Linked DNA regions of Sus scrofa: region 2 is linked to region 1. The links are chromatin contacts, called in public HiChIP or PLAC-seq maps. All regions are on one chromosome and are shown on one strand. The core of a region is the stretch at or near the end of the contact, and the rest is flanking DNA. Distances in the headings are between cores, read along the strand shown. Region 1 overlaps KLF7 (Kruppel like factor 7). Region 2 holds the start of KLF7 (Kruppel like factor 7).

Region 1 (7,215 bases), core at 868-3,367:
GGCAACTTATTAAGCCATTTTTTTTTGTTGAGCCAAAAACACAGCTAAATTCATTTATATTCTATTTGAATTTAACACCGCCCCCCAATAACAACTGATTTCTAAAGGACAAACAGAATGGGTTAGGCACTACGGTTCAGAACAGAAACATTTGAAAATCATTGTCAGGGCCTGTTTCCTTATCTATAAAATGGGAATCATAAAAGATTTACCCCACAGGTGAGAGGTAAATACAATGAGGAATGTGAAAGCTCTTGGTGACAATCAATACAAGTGATATCATTATTGCTTATGTCTTTGGATCAAGCAATAATGTGGAGGCAGCCACTCCCAGGTTTGGTCCCCAACTCCCTTCTCATTCCCAAGGCCAATCTGAGTAGGAATGCCTCAGCCTACCCTTTCTTTAGCACATCTGCTCCGGGGAGCTGACTAAATAACCATTGCCTCTTCAGGTCATCAAGATAAATATTACTAATTCCCTACTGGACCTAAAACTAAGGTCTGATAACAACTGTGATCCCAAACATGACACTTACCATGACCCCAGGAGGCCAGCTCACTAATCACAATCTCTCCAAGTGGCAAGGGATAAGCTAATCTGTGTGAAAGACACAGATGTCACGTCCTCCCTACAGCCACATTCACATGTATGAGAGGAATAATGTCAGCAGTATTATCTCCACACAATTATAATAGCATATTGTCCATTGTATCTGGGGATGACACGTCTGACAAAGTTATTTTCTATGCATGTGAATGCAGTTGAAAGGGCCAATGCATAATTCACATCTCCTGACAAAATGCAAGCAGAAAGTACGTGTCTGGCAGATAATGCCACTTAAAATCTTTTTACCTGAGGTAGCACCTTCCTCCCTGAGAACTCAAAATGCATCAGGGTACTCTCCTCCAGGTGCTGGTGAGAACCTGACCATGAATGAGGAAACGGACTGAGGAAGCACATACTAGTGCAATACAGGTTTCCACATGCAAGTTCTATTTTCCGACTGAAAACACTTATTCCCAAACTTATTTGTGCCCTAACAGTCAACCTTCTGTTTGATAATAAGAAAACCATTGTTATAATTTGGCGAGGCTGCTGTACGTGAGAGGACAGGTAGAAAATGATCGTTAGTGCCTGGTCAGCTAGACCCATTTCCTGGCTAAAAGCCTCTCTCCCACCTATCAGCCTGGCGGCCCATGCGATTTAAATCCCTGCCTCAGCGAAATCGCAAATTATTACAGGTCAGGAGCCTACAGCAAGAGGGGAGGGGATGTCATTTGAGAGGAGCTATAAGCATGAATGTTAATTCTAGAAAGCAAAGGGAGCTGGGGGTGGGGGTGGGTACAGCAAATTGTCTACCAGACAGAAAAAATAAATTATACAATAGTGATACTTAGTCAATTTTTCAAAGAGCACAAAAGGGAAGGCAGCACTTGGTCAGTAGTCTTAAAAGGATGAGGAAACATTTGGCAAGTGGTGCAAGAGTAACCCAAAGAGATGAAATGAAAGATGGCTTGGGTTGCGTTAGGCCAGGCTTTCTCAATCCTGGCCATTTGGGGCTGGATGGTTCTCGGCTGTGGAGGCTGCCCTGTGTACTGTAGCATGTTTGCCAGTATCCCTGCCCTCCACTTGCCAGATGCCAGTAGCAACCCCTCCTCCAAAAGGCGACAACCCAAAATATCTCCAGACATCGCCAAAGGTCCCCCGAGGGAGAAAATGGGCCCAGGTTGGGAACCACTGCATTAGGCACCTAATGATGTCACATGTGCAAAGAGCTGGGCTAAAAGGTTTGCTCTCACACACAATGGCTGGCCTCTTTAGCCATCGAAAGGAGGTCCCAACGCCTCCCTGGAACAGTCACACGACTTTCATGTTCCTGCCAGACCTCATTAGCTTCTCAAGTTCTTGAAGGGTCAGGCAAGGCCCGCTGAGCAGATCAGCTCCCCTGGGGTGCAGGCGGCCACGTGAGGTTGTGAGCACAGGGTGTCCAGCTGAAGGGCTGAGGGGGCCGAATCCAGCCCTGCCTCTCAAGCACACGGCTGCCTCTGCCCCTAAGGAAGGGGAGTGGTTTTTTTCATTTGCACAAAGGCATGCCATGGGTTAGCAGCAGTCCTGCTAGGCTCCTGGCAGCCGCCAGACTTCTCTTTTCCAGGTTTGTCAGTGGATGGACCTCACACAAGCAGTAGCAATGTTGTGTGCAGATGAGAATTAGCAAAGCAGGCCTTTTGTGCCTGAAGAGAATTGAACGTTTGAAGCAGCTTCGTGAAACACCTCCTTTCCTTAGCCCCCAGAGCATGCTGACACTCTCACCATTGCTTTAAAGGTGGACACATACAAAGAATAAAAATCTGCCCACCTGAAGAGCAGGAATGCGGGAAGCTAGGAAAGTGGGTACTGGTGTTTGTTTACGGCTGGGGCAAACCGTGACAGCTTCCGCCTTCCAAGACCCGTGCCTTGGGCTTCTCAGGTCTCATCAGAATCAAAATGAAGCTACGTAACCACATCCAATCGATGAGTGAGGAGCAATGGACAAAAACAGCTGGGATTTCCTTGGGTTTGTGCTCCATATCCTGCTTCAGTTGACAGCATGGTACTCAGTTGACCCATGATATTTCAAAAAGATTAACAACGGGTCCTTTTATTAGACAGAGAAATAATATCTATGCATACCTGCTCTGTAGTTATCCTCTGATAACGAGGTTTTCATCTGGAGTTCAATCACTACTAATGGCTAGCTGGTTTCCTTAAGATCTGTGGAATACTGCATTCTTCATTCCATCATCCTAGCCTGGTTTGAAGCCTTCTACCTATTTTAAGGATACTTGAAGCAGCAATGATTCCATAGGGCTTGATCTGATCTCCTTACTACTGGCAGGGCTGTGGCTCAGAAGAGAGCTTCTCCTGTTTTACTTTCGATCGAGGAGGACAGATCTCATTAGTATGGGAAACCACTACCAGCCATTAGCATCAAGTAAGAGTTGCCTTTGCTAACTATTTCTGTGCACAGTCACACAACATGCTCTTAGTTTTTCTCAATAAAACAGGCTTTTTTCCCAGGGGGATGAAGTTGGCTCTTCCAGGGGCCTCAATTTACATACACTTTCTCAACCATTTCAAGTGCAAACTCCTTGAAGCATCAGTTCATTTCTGAAGAATCTTCCTCCCCACACTTCCAGGAAGAATTTCAATAATGATGAAATGGAAACCTCTACTTAGGAAATAGAATAATATGGAAAGTAATTATGCTTTAAAAAAAATCACAAAAACTGGTTTTAGGTTTATGTTGTACTCCATTTTCTTGTTTGCTATAAGGAAAGAAAAATCAGATGTGCAAGCAAAAAATCAGATGCTTATTTCTATGTAAAAATGCGATGGTATCACCAAAAAAGTACTTAGGACATGTGCTACACACATCCGAGGAATGAAATCCATAATGGAAATTCAACGGTCTAGATGCTTCCCTTTACTTCTTCTTAATGAATAAAACAGCTGGGAAAATCTCATAATTGCTTTTAAGTCCATTTGATTTCTTTATACTCTGTATGGTATCAAGAAGAATGGCTACAAGAGAATTTGGTCCATTTGAGAGATAAAATGGCATTCTCCTTAAGATGTTAAAGATGCTGCTTTGTTATTAAGTTAGAAATTTTAATGTCTGCACAAATTCTATTAGTGTCCATATCAGCTACAGATGTGTAATAATTTGCCAGTTCTTTCTTAAGAAGATCAAATCCATCATTGAAGTAATGCCTTCAAATATCTTGTTTCTTTTAAACTATATTCAAAAGGTAAGCAGGGAGAAGAAAGACTTGAAGATTCTAATGTGTTTTCATAGCTAAAGGATTTAGTTGAGAAAGCAGGCTGAGGGGACGCAGGTGCCAGACATTGTGTAGAATTTGCACTTACGCTCCATTAATTGCCGGCATATCTTCCTTTCCCTTTTTCCTCCCCTCCCCCCATTAAATCCCTTTGGAAAACAGCAGAGCAGCAGGCCCAGACTGGTACCCAGCAGCAACACCAGGAGCAGAAGTAGCCAATTAGCCTCCAGAATACAAAGAGGGGGAAAAAAAAATTGATGCAGTTACCTAGCAACCAGAAAGAGCAGAAACAGCTGTGTAGCAGGCCCAGGCTGGTACCCAGGCAGAAACAGGATAGCCAATTAGCACACTGTATTTAATGCTGATGTGGTTTCCTAGTAACAGGCTGTACAAGTCTGTCTGTTGCATTTTCTCCCTCCCTTCCTCACATTTTCTTCAATCATGCACAGTATTACTATTTGCCCTAATTACTGTTTCTCCACTGCTTCAAGCAGCCATTATTTTGTCCCCAGAGAAATTGGAAGAACTCAGAAAAAAAATCTTCTGTAATGACAGTATTTAGTTTCAAATTCAGATTAGCTATAAGCCTTGAGACACTAAACAACAACAACAAAGAATGAAGAAAAAAAAAAAAAAACACAAAAAAGCCAGCAAATCGCCTTCTGACTAAATTTGTAAGGAGCCTATGGTACCTTTTCTTCATGCTAATATTTACATGTGAGGGAAGTAAAAAATATTTAATAATGCATACCGTCATTCTGCCATACACTACATTTTCAAATAGGTTGAATCCTCTGTGTACTTGAATTTATTCATATTGATTTTCTGATACTCTCTCCTGAACACTAGGAACATAAAATGTCTTATTACCTATATCAGAGAAGGGAGATGTATCTTTTGTTGCTCTTTTTAAAATACCGATACTAGTTTCAACAGGCTCATGACCAATTGAGAATTCAATATGAGGAATCATTATTTCCCTCCTACAAGAGAAGCTGAGTACAAGTGAAGAGTGTGTACACAGCAGTAAGGGGATTCAAACACCATGTAAGTTCATAATCACAGTAATGAATTCCAGTGAGTGATTTTTTTTTTTTTTGTCTTTTTGTCTTTTTAGGGTGGCACCCACGGCATATGGAGGTTCCCAGGCTAAGGGTCGAATCTGTGCTGTAGCCGCCAGCCTATGCCATAGCTGCAGCAATGCTAGATCCGAGCTGCATCTGTGACCTACGCCGCAGCCACGGCAACGCTGGATCCTTAACCCCCAGGAGGTGATATTAAACCACATGAACATACAAAATGAGGATAGAAAACATTTAAACATGACCACTACAGTTATTCTGAAATAATTCCTACTTCATATTGCTCCCTTGTATACCCGAATATGTACTGGTGTCAGCCTTTTTTCCTGAGTTCTCGTCATCAGGGCACAGATTATATTAATTCTACAATTCAGCATCCATGAGACCCCTAGAACTGCTCTCATTAAACAGTGGCTTCAATATTGGAACAATATATAGTCCTTCCTACAAAATTTCCCTCCTATGAAAACAGCAAGGGCCCCAGAAGAAGACATGAGACATCTTAACACACTTCACTGGGCAATACTCTTTCACGAAGGAAAAGGACTTTCTCAATCCAGGATGGCTTCTGGCTTCCTGCCCACAACAAAAAGACTGATGGCTTTTCTTAACTTTAGCACAGCTACTGAAAAGGCTGAAACTATTCTATCCTAACAAATTTGGGATTTTTAAAAATTTTACACTGTTTGCTTGGAAACAGTATGCATAATACTGTTTCACTTTACTGAATTCCATAAATTAAACATCAATTTAATGTCATGGAGAGAGGATACATTCTGAAGGCAGAAACGACAAAAGAAGCCTAAAGTGTGTCTGCTAATACCAGATGATTTATCATATAAAATAACTTTTAAGTTATAAATGCATTTTATCTTGCAAACAAAATAAAAGGAGTCTAATCAATGCAGATAACTTTTGAAGGGAAGAAAGAAAAAGATGCAGGGTCCGAAAAGGAAGAAAATCTGCCAAGGAGGCCTTGTTTAAGACAAAGCTGGACTTAGGTTCCATAGGGAACTCGCTATGGGTTGCTCTGGTCATCCACCCTTAAGAACATATAGGGTCCAATCCCTGGTCAGTCACCAACTCACCTACCTCAATAGCCACAGATGAAAAAGGAGGAAGAAAGGTGAACAGATAGATATATAGGATAGACTGTAGAAAGCTTATTCTCTCTGCAGATACTCTTGAAATCAGTTAAATGGGTTGGCCTCCTTTATATAAGTGAGTCAGGTCCTCATACTGGTGACCAAATATGGGGACACTGCAGGAACAAGAATGGGGAGTGACTGTCATTGGTTGGCCAGATAGCCAGCACATTAAAAAGTCACTAACTTTGGACTATTATGAATGGTTTTGCTTCTACTGACATTTAGCTTAATAACTGTCCTGTCATTACATTATTTTTTAAAATGGCTGAAAACAGGTTACTCTTAGAAAATGTAGAAAACCCAGTAGCAGGGGAGGAGGAAAGAATGGGATGTGGGGAATGCTCCAGGTCCCAAAACGCCACCCCCATCTTGTCTTCCTACTTGCCTGCAGATTCCTGAAATTCCATAACTGTTTTGCACTGGCTGATGGATATGTAATCCACAAATCAGTAGTGTATTGCTACCAGATCCTTTCTGATGTAAAGGAGGGGAAAGAAAGGCAAAGAAGGCAGGAAATGTCTCAGGACAGGAAGGCATCAGATATAAAATTCTTTGGTGGGTCATGATGAAGGAAGGAACTGAGGTTTTTTTAGGAAATAGAGGTTTGTTCCAGACCATTCAGTTCTCCTCCATTAGGGTGTGGACAAATTGAAACTGCCTGGTTTCTCCGTTTGGTACCTGAGCAGCCCGACTTTGAGTCCTCTTATACTTCCATGATAGGCTGGATCCCCAGAGTTCCATTTGCTTATCAGAATTAACTTCCTTATAGGAAAAGTATCTTTCTTCATGATCTATTTTTAAGGTCTCAACTATAATTTCTACTAAATTCAAACTAGGTATTTTTCAAAGAAAGACACATCATTTTAAAAATAGTTTCTCATCTGTCCTTATCTGTTAACTAATGTTTTGAAAAAGATTATTCTAAAGTTTTTTTAAAAAAGGGTTTTGTTTCATTACACATGACTTTCTTAAACTCCCCTTTGTTTCCTGATTCACACAGAATTACTCTATTATTGTTTCAACTTCAGGAGACACAAGGAAAGTACTGCCTACCACCAATTAATTCGTACAATATTATCTTAGCCTGAACTCTGTTTAAGAGGCTCTGTTTAACTTTCCTCCAACCTCCCAGTATAATATATCCCAGATAACCATGATGATCATGT
Region 2 (7,035 bases), core at 3,396-5,895, 60 kb after region 1:
AGATGTATCTATTAAAAACAACAAGGAAATGAATCTATTAAAGAAAGACTAAGTGTGTGATTGATGGCATTCACATGTGCTTTCACTTGCAAAAAAGCTACATTTATTTAGTGACTGCATCCTTATAAAGAAAATCTGGAAAACAGTGGCAGTTGTAATTTTTTTTTTTTATCTACCAAGTCACTGCTTCAAATAAAAAAACCCATAGATTTATGGTAACTAAAGAGCACACAAATCACATACGAGAGAGAAAAAAAAAAAAAAAAAAAAAAGCCAGCTATTTTATCCTTTCAGTGTGGTTAGCAAGGCTCCTTTGTGTCTACAAATTTCCCTGGGTGGTGCTGTTGCCAAGAAATTCTAATTCATGACAAGGTTTTCTGCAAACTGGGGACAGAGGCAAACCTGCGAATGCAGGGACCCTATAGTTTGCTTTGTCTTTCTGGCTGAGGCAGCCCCTGACTGCTCAGGCCTGTGGAAGGCAAGGCAAAGGCACTATCCCCATATAGAGGGAGAAGCAATGAAACTCACACATCAAATCCCATCCCTAGCTCCATGAAGGCAACCATTTTTGTAGGTTGTCCCCCAGAGATGCTTCATACCAAAGGCCCTTGTAAAAAAGTGTTTCATGGTGCCTGAAACCAAGATGAAATTGTGGTGTTACTGGGACGGGTGTCGTTCTTACAGTAGCCAAGTATGCCATTAGTTTAAAACAATCGGGGAATGGAGGAGGAGGGAGGAATGTTCTATGATTTATTTATTTGTTTCCAGTAGCAGTGGAAAATTTTCTCTGAGCAAAAGGGAGGCCTGAAGCTGACCCCATCTGCCAATTATGAATCAGCATTACCAACAAGCATAATTCCATAAGAGTTTTCAAGTAAACATACCATGCTTCTCAATGGCATGAAGCAAAGCTAAGTGCAAATAAGACTTAAAATATCATTACTTGACTGGAAATCATGAAACAGTAGCCTAGGGATAAAAAGTGTATGCAAATTCTAAAAGTCTTTGTAGCTTCCCAAAGAAAAAACAACCAACAGTATTGTACCAAATCTTTTATTTTCCAAGTCAGCAGAGGGTCCAGAAAAATGATTTCTAATGGCAACAAAATTCGTGAACAGGTCCCCCTTTAGCCATCATCAAGTGGTACCCTATATGCTACTATAGCTTCCGTCCTACCCTTGACTTTTTCCCACTTTTGCTCATACAGCTCTTGGAAATTTTCCTGCAAGTTTTCAAAGAGCCTAAGGCTGGTAGCCTTCAGAGTTGTGCGTCAGCTGAATTCCATAAAATAATAGACCACATAAGCACAGTGTAATTTACAGTTATATGACAGGCAGGATGATGTTACTTGGGCCAAGTGCTTAAGTATGCAGTCAGAGCCCAGGAATGGAGAGCTGTTAATGCAGGATGTCCATCTGGATTTTAAAATTACACCGGCAATGATGTTCAGAGTTGGAGCTGTATGTGCCTAAGACATTATCGCCTGAAATTCCAATGTCAAAATGATGACCCCTGAGAAGGAGGGCCATGACAAGCTCGCTGACTATTAAGCAAGACAATTATCTCAGATGAAAGTGTAAAGTAAAATCTTCAAATAGTCCATCCTCAATTTTCAAATGCACAGATGTTCTTGGATTTATCATCCAAGCCACTCTTTCTTACGAACCAAATCAGATTATTGGAATCTCTGTATTTCGCTCATCTCCTCAAGGTACACTGTTCACTTTCAGAAGTACATCCAATGATTGCTCCTCATTTGACCTCTAAAATCTGATTACCCCAGAGCATGAGGAAACTTCCTCCTGCCTGGGGTTCTTTGCAGCAACCTTCTTGAGCCGATCTGAGCAGAGTAGCCTTAAAATTTCACCATCTGATGGCTGATTTGGAACCAACGACTGCATATAACCACACTCCTCTCCTTTACTCAGAAGAGGGAAGGGGGCAGGGAGAGGGAGGAAGGAAGAGATAGAGGTTGGAGGTTATGTCATCGACATGAACTTAAAAGCCCTAGTCACCTTTACAGAAAGCATTTGTGACTACAGAGTCCAGAGAAGAAGGTTCCTTGGAGTGATATCTCATTTAGGGCTGTGTCCTCACAAGTTCTGTTTCAGCAGGAAACAGGGGCCTGCCTCTGAAAGAGCTTGGCAAAGGGTTTTAAGGTGAGGGTAGCTGGCAGTTGGAAAGGATTCAGGCAAGAAAGAAGGAGGGAAGTGCAGGGAGAGTGAAAAGTCCTTTGCCTACAGACAGAAACTAAGCTAAAGGTTCCTTGAAGGGGGTGAGATGAAGAGGGGAGGAAGAGAAAAGCAGAGAAGGCTTCTGAGGAAACAATAGATCTAATACATCCTCTAATTAGCAAAAGAGTGATGCTTCTTTACAGATCTAGACTTTCTCATGGATGGTCTAACCAGATCTAGAAAAGCAGGTTTTGTCTGGAGAGGCCTTCCCCAAAGCAGGCTTTACTACTGTGAAAACTTGAACCAAAACAAAGTTGGGTGATTCATCAGGAGGGAACGTTGTAACAAATAAAGCCAACTTTCTTCCCTCCAACACTGCTTAACAGTTGGTCACAAACAAGGGCTGCCTTGGGCAGGCTGACTAAATCAACAGATTCTCTTCCCTAACCTGTCTAGACAGTTGTTAATAGGAAACGGATTCGACACCAGTGGGCTGACAGTGTGAAATGAAGACTATTTCAGAAAATGAAATTCTGGCCACCTTTTGGTTTAATTAGCATGTGAAATAAAAGAACGAAAAAGCTCTAGTGAGACCCTTGGTGAGATAGTCTCCTTAAGGATGAGGGAAAGGATACACTGAAGAAATGCCTTATGTTAAAAACGCTTGAGCTGTGTGTGCATTTAGAGGGAGATGGTCAAATCCATCAGCCAGCATCCTTGGGCAGGAATGCATGTGTGGACGCAGAGACACCGGAGGCCAGTACCTGGAGAAACTCATAGCCTCAGATCAGAAGGGAGAATAGCAACTAGTAACAATGGTACAGAGAGAGGATTGGCTCCTTACACCAAAAGCCAAACCTCTCTCCCTAAAGCAGCTACTGTTACATCCTAGGCTCAAGCTGGCAAATCCCGCTTTGGATACTGGCAGAGGAAATTCAGCCGTTCATTAGCCTTAACAAGCTGCTGTCACGGAGCGGAGAAGTTACACGAGCAGCCACACACCAAGCTTCTTGCAGCCCCTCCTCAAGGGCAAGCACGTTTTTCCAAGGCGGACCATGCAGGTTCGCACTTCCAATGTGCAAATTCAAACCGTCTTCTTGGACTTTCCATGATGCACACTGCAGAATTTTGAAAGACTACTCGTGTTCCTCCACTCCCCCATCCACCATCTTTCCTGCATTTAATGTCCCCTCAGCAGCTCCTAATCCTTACTGAGAAAACCACCATTTCCGCAGCAGATCTAGCACTTTCCACTGACCAGCACTTTCTTTATTCCACTTCACAAAGCCCAGGGAACTTGTCACCAGCCCCACTTCCCCCTTACTGGGACACCCAGCCAACTTGGCATCAGTGCCCTTCAGCATCTTAGGAGTTTCTTAACTAGTCCTCTAAGACAAAGTCAGAGGCATGGAAGTACACATCACCCTTTGTCAGAGGTTGTGCCAAGTGGAGAGGGACCCCTCCAAAAAAAGAGAAGCAAGGACACACATAGAGAAGGTGTTCTCTTTCTGAAGACGTTGCACTGGAAAGACCTACAATGCACGTTCAGCATTAGACAGATAACATCTTCCAGTCCTCCTCGGAAATATCCTCAAGTATCTCTTATCACTGGGCTCCTCTTCTTTCTGCCCACCTTCTAATCTCAAAATCAAGTTTCTATTCTTTACAGATACTCCCTAATTACTGGGAAAACACTCCGCTTTGCTCCTACCGCCTCCCCTCCACCTGACGGTCGTTAGCACAGTTGAAAGAGATGAACCTGATTTAAGGTTCAAGATTCAAGTAGGTAGAGCTCCTGCATATAGGGAAGCGGTACCTGTCACCGACGACTTGTAACCCAAACCACCTTCCCAACCCTCTCCTCCGAACCCCAGAAGTTAGGGAGGTCTCTGCTGGGGGACACTGAGCTCGACAACGTGTGCGCAAGGATGCGTGTTGGCGACTGAAACGCAGGCAGCTCAGACCGGCTGCTCAGCTCGGCACACTAAGGGGTTAGGGGGTGGGTGGAGAGGTAAGCAGATGACTGTTTCCGAAAACATTTTAAATAACAAACAGCCAAAAAGGGGGAAAAAAATAAACAACAACAACACAAAATTCAACCCCAAGCCCACACCAACGCAGCCCCTGCGCCTCCGCCGCCGCCACACGATTTACACAAGTAATTTAAATCATTCACCTGCTGCCAGGTCTCCTCCAGGGATGGCAAAGCTGAGAAGTAGCCGGTGTCGTGGACAAGTTGTAGCTCCTGGAATATACTATAACTAGCCAACACGTCCATGCTGCTGCTGCCGGGCAAAACGGGAGGAGAAACCCTCCCCCGAACACAGTTGGGTCTGTTTGTTTGTCAGTCTGTCTGGCTCACCCCCCAAGAAGGCAGACATCCAGTGGCCCTTTTGTTTTGTTTTGTTTCAGTCAACTAAAAAGGAAAAAAAAAAAAAATCAATGCAGGAGAGAGGGAGAGAGGAGGTGAGAAAGGAGAGACTGAGTGGGGCGGATGGAAAGAGGCATCCAGCGTGTACAGTGCAGACGGCTGCCAGGAAAAGGGGACTTCTCCACGGGAGTAACAATTCCCTTCCAGGGCTCTAATCACTCCAGCTCGTGGATCAGGAAGGGGGATGCAAACTCACTGACACGAAGCTGCCATCTATTTCTGCAGCGCTGTTCGCTCCTAATGCAATCTTTGCTCTTTATTTTGGGAGGTTGCATTTTTTTTTTCTCGCGATCGCTTCTCTCCCCCCCTTTCCTTCCTCCCCACCCCCCACCCCATCCTTGCTAGTTTGTAGTCTTCCCCCCCTCCTTTTCTCCTCCTCCTGCTCTTCCCCCTCCCCAAACTCCCTCCCTCCGCCCGGCTCTCCGCGCAGCCGTGGGATCTCGGAGGAGGGCGTCCATTAGGCCGCGTGTGACCATGTAAGGTAAACAGGGGGCTCATGAAGTCACTGAAGACCAATGGGGAGCACGAAGCGAGGCCTGGGGCGGGGCTTGGTCCTGGCGACGGGCTTGGATTGGCGCGCTGCGGATCTCCCTGCTGCCTTACAAGGCGGTGCGAGGCGAGCTATTTTTAGAGGGCTATATAAGGGGGCTGAGGCTGCCGCCGGGCTGCCGGGTAACACGAGCGCGAGGGACGGGGAGGGTCGCGGCGACACTTGCGCTGGCTCCGGGGACGCCGAGGCGGCCGGGATCGGGCTGCACGCCGGCCTCCGACCCTCGCTTTGGTGCCTAGCGGAGCCAGGGCGTTCGGAGCCGGTTCCCCTGAGAAGGGAAAGGGTCGCATGTTGCCGTTCTGGCGTGGACGCGGCCGGTCAGGAGGTGAAAGTCCAGAACGCTGGGTTAAGATGCCTCCTGGAGGAGGAGCGGGGCGGGGGACTGAGAAGCCAGCGTGGGGAGGAGGGCCGGCCACTTCCCACTCCACCTACCTCCTAGGCCCGGGGGCGGGGAACCGCGAGGGAGGGGCAGCGCAAAGGACTTCCTCACTTCCTAAAAGATAAACCGGCGTGGGGGGCGGGAAAGAAAAAGTCACCAAAAGCCCCTTCACGAATTCCCCACAGGCTGCCAGGGTGCAGAGAAGAAGCGCCAGAGGAGAAAGTGCCGCTCACAATGGAGCAGAACAAAGGGGAGCGGAGCGCAGAGAGCAGCCTGTGCCCGCCCCGCGCCCGCACGCAGTCCCCGCCCCCCACGCCCCTTGGCGCCGCGGTGCGCCCCCCGCCCCCCAGCCTGTCCTGCCTTCTGACCCCGTGAAGGGGGAATGCAGCCGGGGTCAGACCCCCAGTTAGCGCTGACTGGAAGGGGACACTTTACTGGAGTGTGTTAAAGACAATAGAGGGAAGCTGGGTGGACGTGGGGTGCAGGCTGGAGCTGGCAACTTGCTCTGGTGTTAAAGGCAAGGCTCCCCATGTGGCTTGGAGAGAGGATGTCTACCTGCCCAAAGTGCGGTGGTGAGAGGAGAGGAACCGAATTACTTTCTGAAGCTATCATATAGAGTTTTATCTATAGAGACCCTGTTGTCTCTTAGGTGAAACCCTTGCACTACGCACGTTGTTGGGGTTGAACAGTTGTTTGCTTGACCTTAAGTGGTTAGTCGTTCAAGCTTCCCCAAAATGCACTGAGAGCTGAACTTCCACTTCTGGAATGATTGCAGAATTTGGTATTTCTTCAGAGATGAGAAACTTAATTCACCCTGCAGTGGAAGAAACATATCCACCTTAATCACCCTTCTCAGCTGTCTCGCCTTCTTACTATGTGGAACTCCATATCTCAATATTTGAAAGATTCTGTTTTATAGAACAAACACCATTTGAAATTCAGTATTTGTCAGGGGAAATTAAACAGGAATTATTGAGTTGAGGACAATCTAGTTTATTTACTTTCTGATGTCTGGGATTCTGTTGGTCAGATCTACCTGTATAATTGTGAATTTACTGTAAATGTATGTGCATGGACTACACAGATCTTGGTGCATTTAGTATTATACATACATATTCATGGTGCCAGGGGATAAATGGTATAAAAAGGTTAAAAGTCCTACATGAATAAGGTGGTATTACGATAGCACACATATAACTGCCAGTATATGAGAAGACTGCCTGGGCCTTTCCCAGAGGTAGAAAAGCACTTAGAGCCATCACATCCCAATGAATGTGTTAACTTGCTCCTTATGGTCATCCCTACTGCCACTTCCTAGCCATGAGACTTTAAGAAAATTACTGGCTCAAACCCTCTGGGCTGTGCATCTCAGAAACAGGAATAGTGGTATCTGCCTTGCCTGGTTATTATGAACAATCAAAATGTTATAAAATAATGTTTGTAACTCACCTAGCATAGTATTTGGTACTATTAGCTAAGTTCTAAATGTTAGCCACCACAA

The links. HiChIP or PLAC-seq counts read pairs in DNA pulled down with a chosen protein or histone mark.
Region 2: an H3K27ac HiChIP or PLAC-seq map of skeletal muscle shows a contact between it and region 1. The contact joins the promoter of KLF7 here to the enhancer-like site in region 1. A contact is called at or near these places in 6 of 47 Hi-C or Micro-C datasets (brain, embryonic fibroblasts, heart right ventricle and 3 more) and 2 of 2 datasets of contacts at active chromatin or transcription factors (alveolar macrophages and skeletal muscle).

The regions. Positions count from the first base shown.
Region 1 is chr15:110,316,619-110,323,833 of Sscrofa11.1, forward strand. All of the region lies in intron 2 of KLF7 (Kruppel like factor 7), which reads right to left. Among named protein-coding and RNA genes, the nearest start is that of KLF7, 59 kb to the right of the region's middle. Within about 2 kb of position 2,118, at least 8 of the 83 cell types and tissues checked have an H3K27ac peak or open chromatin away from gene starts, as enhancers often do. A contact at or near this core is called in alveolar macrophages, brain and skeletal muscle, where this site is marked.
Region 2 is chr15:110,374,457-110,381,491 of Sscrofa11.1, forward strand. KLF7 (Kruppel like factor 7) reads right to left here and starts at 4,646. Exons shown (of 4, transcript NM_001097487.1): 1 at 4,351-4,646. The coding sequence starts at 4,452.